2 separate regions of the Larimichthys crocea genome follow, and region 1 is linked to region 2. The links are chromatin contacts, called in public Hi-C maps. All regions are on one chromosome and are shown on one strand. Each heading gives the region's core, a stretch centred on a gene start, on an enhancer-like site or on the middle of the called end of the contact. The rest is flanking DNA. Distances are from core to core; before and after follow the strand shown. Region 1 holds the start of fsta (follistatin a). Region 2 holds the start of cspg4ba (chondroitin sulfate proteoglycan 4ba).

Evidence for each region. A called contact is a pair of places that touch in the nucleus more often than the background predicts.
Region 1: a contact with region 2 is called in a Hi-C map of muscle, with 2.3 times the contacts expected there. The contact joins the promoter of fsta here to the promoter of cspg4ba in region 2. A contact is called at or near these places in 2 of 7 Hi-C or Micro-C datasets (both in muscle).

What each region holds. Positions count from the first base shown.
Region 1 is chrIII:35,811,266-35,815,821 of L_crocea_2.0, forward strand. It overlaps fsta (follistatin a), which reads right to left and starts at 2,502. Exons shown (of 5, transcript NM_001303338.1): 1 at 2,327-2,502; 2 at 964-1,161; 3 at 549-767; 4 at 193-417. The coding sequence starts at 2,417.
Region 2 is chrIII:35,626,406-35,631,525 of L_crocea_2.0, forward strand. cspg4ba (chondroitin sulfate proteoglycan 4ba) reads left to right here and starts at 2,026. Exons shown (of 10, transcript XM_010735950.3): 1 at 2,026-2,323. The coding sequence starts at 2,227. si:dkey-193c22.1 (probable isoprenylcysteine alpha-carbonyl methylesterase ICME) reads left to right here. Exons shown (of 9, transcript XM_010735951.3): 9 at 86-781. The coding sequence ends at 320.

The DNA.
Region 1 (4,556 bases), core at 1,252-3,751, 190 kb after region 2:
TCTCTCCCTCTCTCTCTCTCTCTCTCTCTCTCTCTAAGACCCCCTCCTCAGTGGAATGTTGGCAAAAATGAGCAGTGAATAACTGCAGAGCTGGCCAGGAAGAAAATGCACTCAAACAATATTCAGAGTCAGTGGCTGGAGGCACTCTCAAAGTAAAGTCACACACTCTCACGTCTCTAGTTGCAGACTTACTGATGCATTTTCCCTCATATGCCACTCCAATAGACCTGCCGAGGAGACATGTAGCTCTTCTCAGGTGACACGCACTGGCATAGATGATCCCGTCGTTTCCACACAGGTACTGCTCAGGCGACGTCACCTCAGGGCAAATCCGATTACACGTCACACAATATGCGTTATTTGTCTGGTCCACGACGCATGTGGAGCTGCCGGGGCACAAGACGTCACGGCACGTTTCTGTCGAAACAAAGAAATTTGAAGATTTGGTGAAAAATGACACGAAAAATTAGAACAACCCTGTGGTTTCTTGGCACATGCAGCCTTGAGAAACGTGAAAACAGGGCAGATTTGAAATAATATTTACTTACTCTTGCACTTTCCCTGGTACTGCACGTCCAGGTCGGGGTGGCCTTTGCATTTAGCCTTCAGCAGTGCGCATTCGTCTTTGTAGGTCTTTCCATCTGAGCCGCAGACCGGTCCCTTCCAGGTGATGTTTGAGCAGTCTGGTGCGCACACGCAGCGCGGCTTACTTCTTCTGTTCATCTTGCACCTCTTCCCAGGCCCACAGTCAACATTATCGCAGGTTTCTAAAATAAAAGGTCTGTGTTATGTGATGCTGGTGAAAATGTTGGCCTTGTGCGTAAAATTACTCTTACGCAGAAAGTACACATTAGAGGGATCGTTTACGCACTTCGGTTTGCGTAAATCAGGTCAACACTAGGATTTATGAAACGAAACGACTGAGGATATGTATTATGAGAAAACGAAGGGAAATGAGTGCACCTCCACCTTTGCAAGGTATGCAATTGGGGGCTCCGCCATTGAAGATCATCCACCTAAAGAGCGTGCTATTGGGGACGTCCTCCTCGGTCCAGGACGTCCCCAGTCTTCCACTCCGACAGCACTCCTCCCTGCTCATCCCGGGCATGTAGAGCACCTGGCACCTCCCGTTCTTCCCCTGCTGCAACCAGCAGTTCCCAGCTGTAAACAGACAAACAAAAAAAAGCTCGAATGTCGCATGTTGAACGTCTAAAACCGCTGACCCAGACGCACTAGACACACACGCAGCCTGTATTATCTGAGACGCCCCCTCCCCTTTCGCCCTCCCGGCAGTATTTTGTCTGATTTTTTTTTCTTTTTTTTTGTTTTGTTGCGAGACTGTTAACAGTTGCCTATCCCATCTGTGACTGACAGTCCTTACAATGCGGCCACAAACCAAAAAAGTAAGAAAAATCTTTACAGGGGGGTTGTTCTTTATTCCGAGAGCCTCCTTGTTATCACTGGTCAGAAAGTGGAGCGTCTAGACAGTGTTAAATAGCAGCCAATCTCCTTCAGAAAACCACGGTCTTTAGCAAAACACACCACCGTCTTCAACGCCTCAGAACAATATCCTAGACATGCACTCACCAGACAACGTCTTGATTATTGACAAACCAGTGAAAAGTTGATTTTAAACATATAGAAATAAAAAACAGAATAGTTATCCACAAAAAATATCCCTTGCTCCAGACAACAGCAGGATGTCTACAGCGACTCAGACACACATGAAGTGTTTGAACTGGTGTGTTTGTTCAATTAAAGACACATTTCTATTGGAACTATAAGCTCTCAATCAAAAACTGTCTCTAGCTTTATTTTTTGTCATAACTACAGACGTAAAATTGCAAAAATAAAAATCTATTTTTTTTCTTCTTTTTTTTGGACACAATGGGTGCGTGCGGGAAATATATAAATAACACGCCCATAAACTCACAGTGGATATTGTGAAGTTTGTTACAGGTTTGACGCCAACATCGTGAGACGCGACACGCTCATACAAAAGTATCAGAATATGCTCAGGTATTATGGAAAGCTGAGGCTGCCACCAACCAACACGGCGTGGCGGCTTAAGTGTGTGCGCCTGGCGAGGGCTGCAAAACTTGCCATATAGTCTCACTTTGAAGTGTCCCATACGGCACCTGTTTTATGGACGCTTTACGCACGCACTGTCTGATGCAGAGAGAGAGTTTTATCAGCGGGGAAACAATAAAAGAAACTGACTTTGAAAAGTTTCTCGGTTGCAGCAAGTATTCGACACTCGGTCTGACAGCAGTCGAAGTTTTTCAAAAACGGAAAGAATAAAAGAAAACTGATGAAGAGAGCTTACCTTGAACTTTTTGATGTTCCATGAGGTGACAAAGCCATATGAACAAGAGAAAAATGCCCGGGTGCAGATGGTGTTTCAGCATCCTAAACATGATGGAGAGGCAAAGTGAACTACGTATTTGACACGGGCAGCGCAAAAGTAATCTGCTTACGGTGGCAGTGTTGAATAAGTGTCAGTCTGAGAATGCAGCCTCTCTTTTTAAATCTATAAGGGGTCTGAGGTTGACTGTCTCTGGTGGGCGGTCTCCTCTTCTGTGGGGGTGGGGAGATTTTTTTTTTCTTACCAAAGTTCTTTCAATCCTAATCAGGTGACATCGTTCCAAGCAACTTTCTCTCGCCACAGTAATCAAAGAATATGAAAATATGACTATATTTGTGATAAACTTCAGAAATGTGCAGTCAAAACAAAACGCAAACAGCAGATCAGACCAAATGTGTCAGCTGATATGAATTTGGTTTGATGGAGAATATGAATGTTAATGTTTCATTTTAACCCTTTTAGATTTCTCAACACATCATACCAGTGCGTTTTTACGCAGGGCTCCTTTAGACACAGAGCTTCTTTAAATTAGTAACAACAACAATAATAACAACAACAACAATAATAATAATATTAATAATAATAATAATTATTATTATTATCATTATTATAATGGCCACTGTTGCTCATGTATGAAGGCCTTTATTGCTGTATAATCAAACAGGCCCACAGCCAACATACCTATCCGGACATACCATCAGTCCTTCAAATTAAGGGTACTACTTGGTGGTAACTGATATTTTTTCCACCAACTGCAGACAAAAGTGTAAATCTTTTGATGAGAGTTGCCTTTTGGAACATATCCGAGCCCAGACAATAATAGAATTCATAGTAGTCCGCAGCCGCACTGCTAATATTAGAACAGACAGTTGTTTGGGTTTCTCTCCCGGGTCAAGCTTTTAAATATAATCAAACCTGTTTGAGAGGCTTCAGACAGAGGAGCGGGGTGTTGCGTTTCATTGAATGAAACGCACACACACACCAACTCTCTCTCTCTCTCTCTCTCTCTCTCTCTCTCTCTCTCACACACACACACACACACACACACACACACACACACACGCACAGCCCTCCACTCACTGACGCACTAGACTCCCTCAGAAGTCCTTGCGCGACCTCTTCAGCGGAACTCTGGTTACAGCTCTCCAGAGCAAAGAGCAAAGTGTCCACTGTGTGTGAATCAGACACCAGGGAGTTAATCATCTTTCGTCCAGGAAAAGGACACTGTAATCTTTTCTTTAATTCCAGTAAAATACCACTTATAAGTATCCAGATATCCAGATATTTTGTATCCAGAAAATATGACATATCCCATATCCAGAGCTGAAAGTGTGGCTGAAACAGTGTGTGCATTTGCCTTCTATTAATGTATGTCTTATGACAACTACAAGCTGTTTTTACGGTTATAATATGATCATACTATTAATCATATTTTTCTTCTCATTTTTTGAGGTTCATGTTCCTACTTTTATTATTCTTTTACAACTTTTGCATTTCTATAACATACACAGAATTTACTCTGCCAAAGATCATCTTCATCAGGTTCTTATAGTATTATTTATGACATGCCCCTTTTTTGTGGATCAGTGATGAAGTTCTTGCTAAACAGCTGTATTCAAAAAGAGGAGAAAGAATGGTCACATGTTACCTGCATTAAATTATAACCAGCAGTCAGTTGGAAGTCTTAAAGGATTCAATAACATTTTTTAAATGGTGCTAAATACCCAGAATATGAAACTAATATGACACATTCTGTATTTATGAGCATTATTTCCTGGTCTTATCACAGTGACAACATGCAGTCACCACATACTGTACTTCTAGTATTGCGGAGTGATTATTCTACTGGCTGATCACTATGATTTCTAGCTTATGATGATAATGATTATATGAGTCAATTAAACAATGTAAAATCACGAAATTTAAGTTGTTTTTTATTTTTATTTTAGTCCAGTCTGAACATTTTACCCAGTTTTCATGAGATGAAAGGCAAAGTGAGATAGTAAACCTGCCTGAGGGGCACATTAAGATGGTCTTCCCTTATATTTAGCTATTTGCAATTTTAATGAGCAGAGTAAACAACTTGGTTATAAAAACTGAAAGATTTGTAGTGAATCAAGAGTCTGATTAATTTCACAACGATCTACTGCGGTCATATTAGTAGATACGGCCATTTAGACTATTTTTATTT
Region 2 (5,120 bases), core at 776-3,275:
AGACAAACATTCAACAACAATGATGTTCATGAAATCTATTGCATCTGGTATTAACAGTTTATCCATCTACTTCTCTTTGTGCCAGAGTGCCTACATTTGCTTTGCTCCATGGGACCAGTGACATTATCGTTCCTGTTGCATCTTCCACAAAGCTCTCTGAGCTCCTCACCTCGCTGTCCATAAAGGTGTCGCTCTACCTGCTGCCAAGAGTTGACCACACTGAGATTGTCACCGACCTCATGGCGTCAGACAGGCGCTTCTACCATGCCATATACAGCTGTATCAAACAGGAGTACAGAAAACTTTTGGGCATCTGCTGACAATCTCATCAGATCAGAAAAAACATCCATTAACCACTTTTATTTATTGATTGTGGCACACTTACTTTGTTTACAGTATCTGCTCTAATACCTCAAAATGAATCTTATTTAGTTTTGACATTTAACGTTATTCTTTGGGATTCCATAAAAATGATTTACATTTTGTACTGTTCTGTGATTGTAACTGATTAAAATCATGAATTGCATCTGACTGATTTTGAATCCATAATCTGAAAAAACTTTTCTCAGTGGAGTGTATCAGTGAAAATGTACAGTGAAGCAATAACTGTAATATACAAGGAGAAGGAGAGAAGCACAGTATTACAAAGTCCAAAACTTTGCCTCTTTTTATTAACTACATTATGTTCTACTGACATGAAATCATTTTATTAACTTGCATGTTTTTATCAAATGAAACTTGTTTATTGATCACAGACACATTAAACTCCTGAAGGAACAGATCTTTTTTGCCTTTTGTCTTTATTAACTATAAATTGCTCACACAGAGCTATTACAATTACATTGCATGTTTTGCCAAGCAGCAACAATTACAGCATGTACCAATATAAAGAAGCTACTTACAATAATCTATATTATAAGTGGCATCATTTATGCTTTTATATATGAAAGTACAGTATTTTTGCCCCATGCTTGTACTACAACACATTTTTATCTGTTCTACATAGATACTTTAGTAAACATAGCATCTTTATGGTAATCAATGCATAAAAAGCTGTTGAAGCAGGCAGTATAATGTATAAAAAATGAACCCATTCAAATACAGAATGTAAGAACGTCAGCTTTTAATTATACATTTTACAGTGTCAGTGAAAAATGTTTCTATGGCTACAGTCTGCTGTGGAGACTGGGTGAATGAGCAAATTTGCGGTCTTTCTTGTGATTATAATGTGTTGGTGGTACCTAGAATATACTAAAAGCAAAATCTACAATGTTTTTCAAGTATGCTTTACCATAACAGTTATATGCATATCTACATGGCAATTCCTGGTGTACGGAGGGGGGAGTAAATGGTGAACATGTATCTTTATATATTTTTTAATTATCATTATTATTATTGTTATTATTATTACATCAGTGAATGGGGATTTTGATGGAGCTTTTAAGCTATAACCATACATAGTATGTTGTATCCATGTCATGACCAATAGGTTTCTGAAGTAGTGTGGTGGTTCTGGCCATCACCATGTTGGCTTTCCTGCCTCTGCCGCCTCCCGGCTAGTCCAAGAACTGGCAAAAACGTGGATTGTCGGTGGACCTAAGGAAGACTAAATGAACCCTTGGTGCTCAACACACTAGTTGTGTCAGTCAACCATTTTTTGTACCAGGCTGTAAACATGTTTATTTCTGCTGTGAAGTTGAGCCTTTAGGTAATAACTTTGTAGCCAGGCTCAAGTGGTCGTTGGAGGAACTGCAGTTTTTGGCACTTGCACTGCATTGGCTTCATTTCAAAGCCTCAGAGGTTGGTTGTCTCTTGGCTGTAACTGAATACCTTTGTAACATCATAACTCCTAATTAATAAATACTTTCCACTTGATTTATTTTGTGGGCACTCACGTGGCATATAATAAAAGCCAATGTAAATCAGGTTAATTATGAGCCCTTTAAATGTCCCCTATGGTGTTGTTCTTCTAGCTTTTATTTTGAAAAGTGAGGTTAACACACACACACACACACACGAGGCGGAGTTTAACGAGGACCTACATCTGAGCCTCAGTTCAGCTGCTGCATACCTTCTCTCTCTCACTCTCTCTCACACACACACTCACCATTTGGAGGATTAACTATTGTGTTTGACGGTACCGGACCGTGAAGAAGTGAAAACATGTCTGTAAATATGTAACTGCGCAGTCCTCTAACATTAGTGTTTTCCACCGGGAGAAGAAAGATGGACTCTGTTGTGCAAAACAACCCGAAAAAGAAGAAGAAGTTGTGGCTCCACGGGCTGCTTTGGTGGTCGCTCCTGTTCGAGCTGGCGTCCGGAGGTAACAATGCAACTTTTCCCACTTTGTTTTTATCAATGAAAAGAAACGAGATATCAACTTATGTCATGGTGCGTTCAATGACGAGCTGTTAATGCTGTGAATTCTGATTTGTTAACTTTGACGATAGTTTAGATAACTGAGGAAATATTTTCATCCTTTCCATATTATAAAAGCCACTTCTGGAGTCATAAACATGATTATTTACCTTTTCACCTTTTCTGGTGGTTACCTTTTTTTTTCTCTCCTTCATAATCATTCTCCAGCTCTATTTCTGTAACATCATGAGCATGTCTCCAAAAGCAGGCTTGGTATCACTTTACAGAGGATTGTTGTATGTTTTCTGTACGTGCTGGTGAGTTGCTTTAATGGTTCACTGAGCTTAAAATGTTCCTAACACAAATGGATAAATTATGAATGAGGACAGGCTCAAGTAACAAGTAATTTTTTAGCTTTTAATGATTCTGAATTTTAAATGAATGAAATCAGTATTTATCTCATATTAATGACTGGCATTAGACTCTGGATGCATTGCACACACACACACACACACACACACACACACACACACACACAGGACTTTATTAGAGGCAGCAGCAGAGATGGGACTGTGATGCCCACTGCACTGGAAGAACTATCTGACTGTGACACAAATGAAATCACAGAAATGGACAGTCGTTGCTGCGTTGAGAGGTGGAAAATATGTTGTTTTTTGTGAGTTCCAGATACAGAACAGTACATTATTTACATCCATGTGTGCATGCATTAGCCTCTCTGGTTGATTTGATCCCGGGCATGTGTCATCTTATTCAGCATTCGGGCTTTACCCCTGGGCATAATCAGGAATCATTTCACCATGACTCACACTCATATCCTTCACTGAAAATAATTACATATATAGGCATTTGATGTACTTCAGTGCATTTCAGATTATGTGCCATTCTCTGTGTTCCTGTAGCATTATGAAACAAGCCTTTGCTAAAGCAACCATGTCCCAGGCTTTGGCAGTGCACCAGGAACAGAGTGGCGTGGCTGTCAACAGGAAAAAACCAAAGAGGCACTTCAGTCAAGTTGCATCTTTGATTTTGTTGCATGAACTGAGCACACAGGCAGTGACAAGCACTGGTCCTACCCCTCAAATTAACTGTAAGCGGGTGTTCGCTAAAAGGTCACTAGCTTTGTTGTCGTGAAATCTCACAAAGAAATGTCCCTGGCGCACAGAAAACTGCCCCCGCAGACATGTAGATTACAGAACAACCTCTAAACACCTCCTGTTCCTGCCTCTTAAGGCACACAGTCAGGTGTACACGGGTATGTTTATGTTAGGGTATTGTTTTCTGGGAGTCTACTATGCTCTTTCATTTACATACCCCTCAAAATATCCATGTTTCAGCTTGTGAATATGGTAAACATTGAACTGTGGAGAAGACCCCTTTGTTCTAAGCAACATAAGCAAGTAACATGATGTTCAGTAATATGATGTCATCGCTAAAATGCTAAAATAAAAATAAGCATGCATATCCATCCTTTTGAATTTAAGGAGAAAAATGTAATTTCATTCCTCTGGGCCAGTTTTTGGAAATGCTTCGACTCTATTATGTAAACAGAGCCAGTCAGATGAATAAACATGACTTACAAATGAGAAATAAATTCAGTCAGTCCTACTCAGGGTCAGAATCGGGATAAGTGATCAGTGGGCCAGTGAATTTGCTCATTCCCAGCTGTATGTAATGTTTGTTAAAGGCACATTACACCTGACTGGTCGGTTAATGGCAGTTCATTTGATTTAAACAAACAATGGGAATAACTGCAATCAAAACGTGCTTTTTTAAAATATATATATATAATTGGTACCTGTCTGTGTATGAGTAGTTAGAGCTGTGGGATGAATCGCTGGTAAATAAGCACCTGGAGGGAAAGTTTTTCCACTTGGTGTCTGCCTATACTTGATTATTCATTTTTGGGTGTGCACAAAAGCTGGCTACAGTAGTTATGGGATGAGAACAACCATGTGAGGTTCACTGGAAGACGTGTAGCTGCTTGATGTGGTGGAAAGCTGGCTGAAATCTGTTTTATCTGGGATTGTCCATGGCCTGAACTGCTAGTAGGCCAACTTGCGCGGAAACCTTTTTTGCAGGTAGCGCAGACAAGAGCCTTTATTATACAATGCACAAAATCCAAACAATTTACTATTGCAATTAGTTCACTCGTAATCCAGTTCAACCAACCAACTCCAACTCTTGACCTCTGAGACCTTGTCAAACCAGAGTTTTAGCGTATTGCTATGTCAGATCAAGATCAAGAGTTTTGTTGATTGATACATTGAGCAATATGAACTAAACCTAAACTGTTGAGGATATTACTTAATACTTAGAAAAATAAAATATGACATTTGTATATAAAATCATGTTGGTAATAAATTATCTGAGAAGCACAGATCTTCATGTGCTCAGTTGAGATTTGATATTTTACCATTCAGTGTTATAAATATGGGTCATGTGTTGGCTGTTCACATACTAAATATTTAATCAAGCAGACTTGGAGTTGAGGAAAAATACAACATTGTTTTGGGGTTTTTTTTGCATTTAAATATATGTTATTTATATTATTTGCCACTGATCTGTTTCTTTTGGTTGTCTTTATTTGCCATAAGATGCATGTTTTGAAACACTAAGGTTGATTTTTTATAGTTTTCTGTCTGTAGAATTGGCTCTTGCTGATTGATACTGGTAAAATGATATGGCTGAAAGGTTCATTTACGTGCTTTAGTGGTTTAATTGTGTTAATTTTGACTGCATAG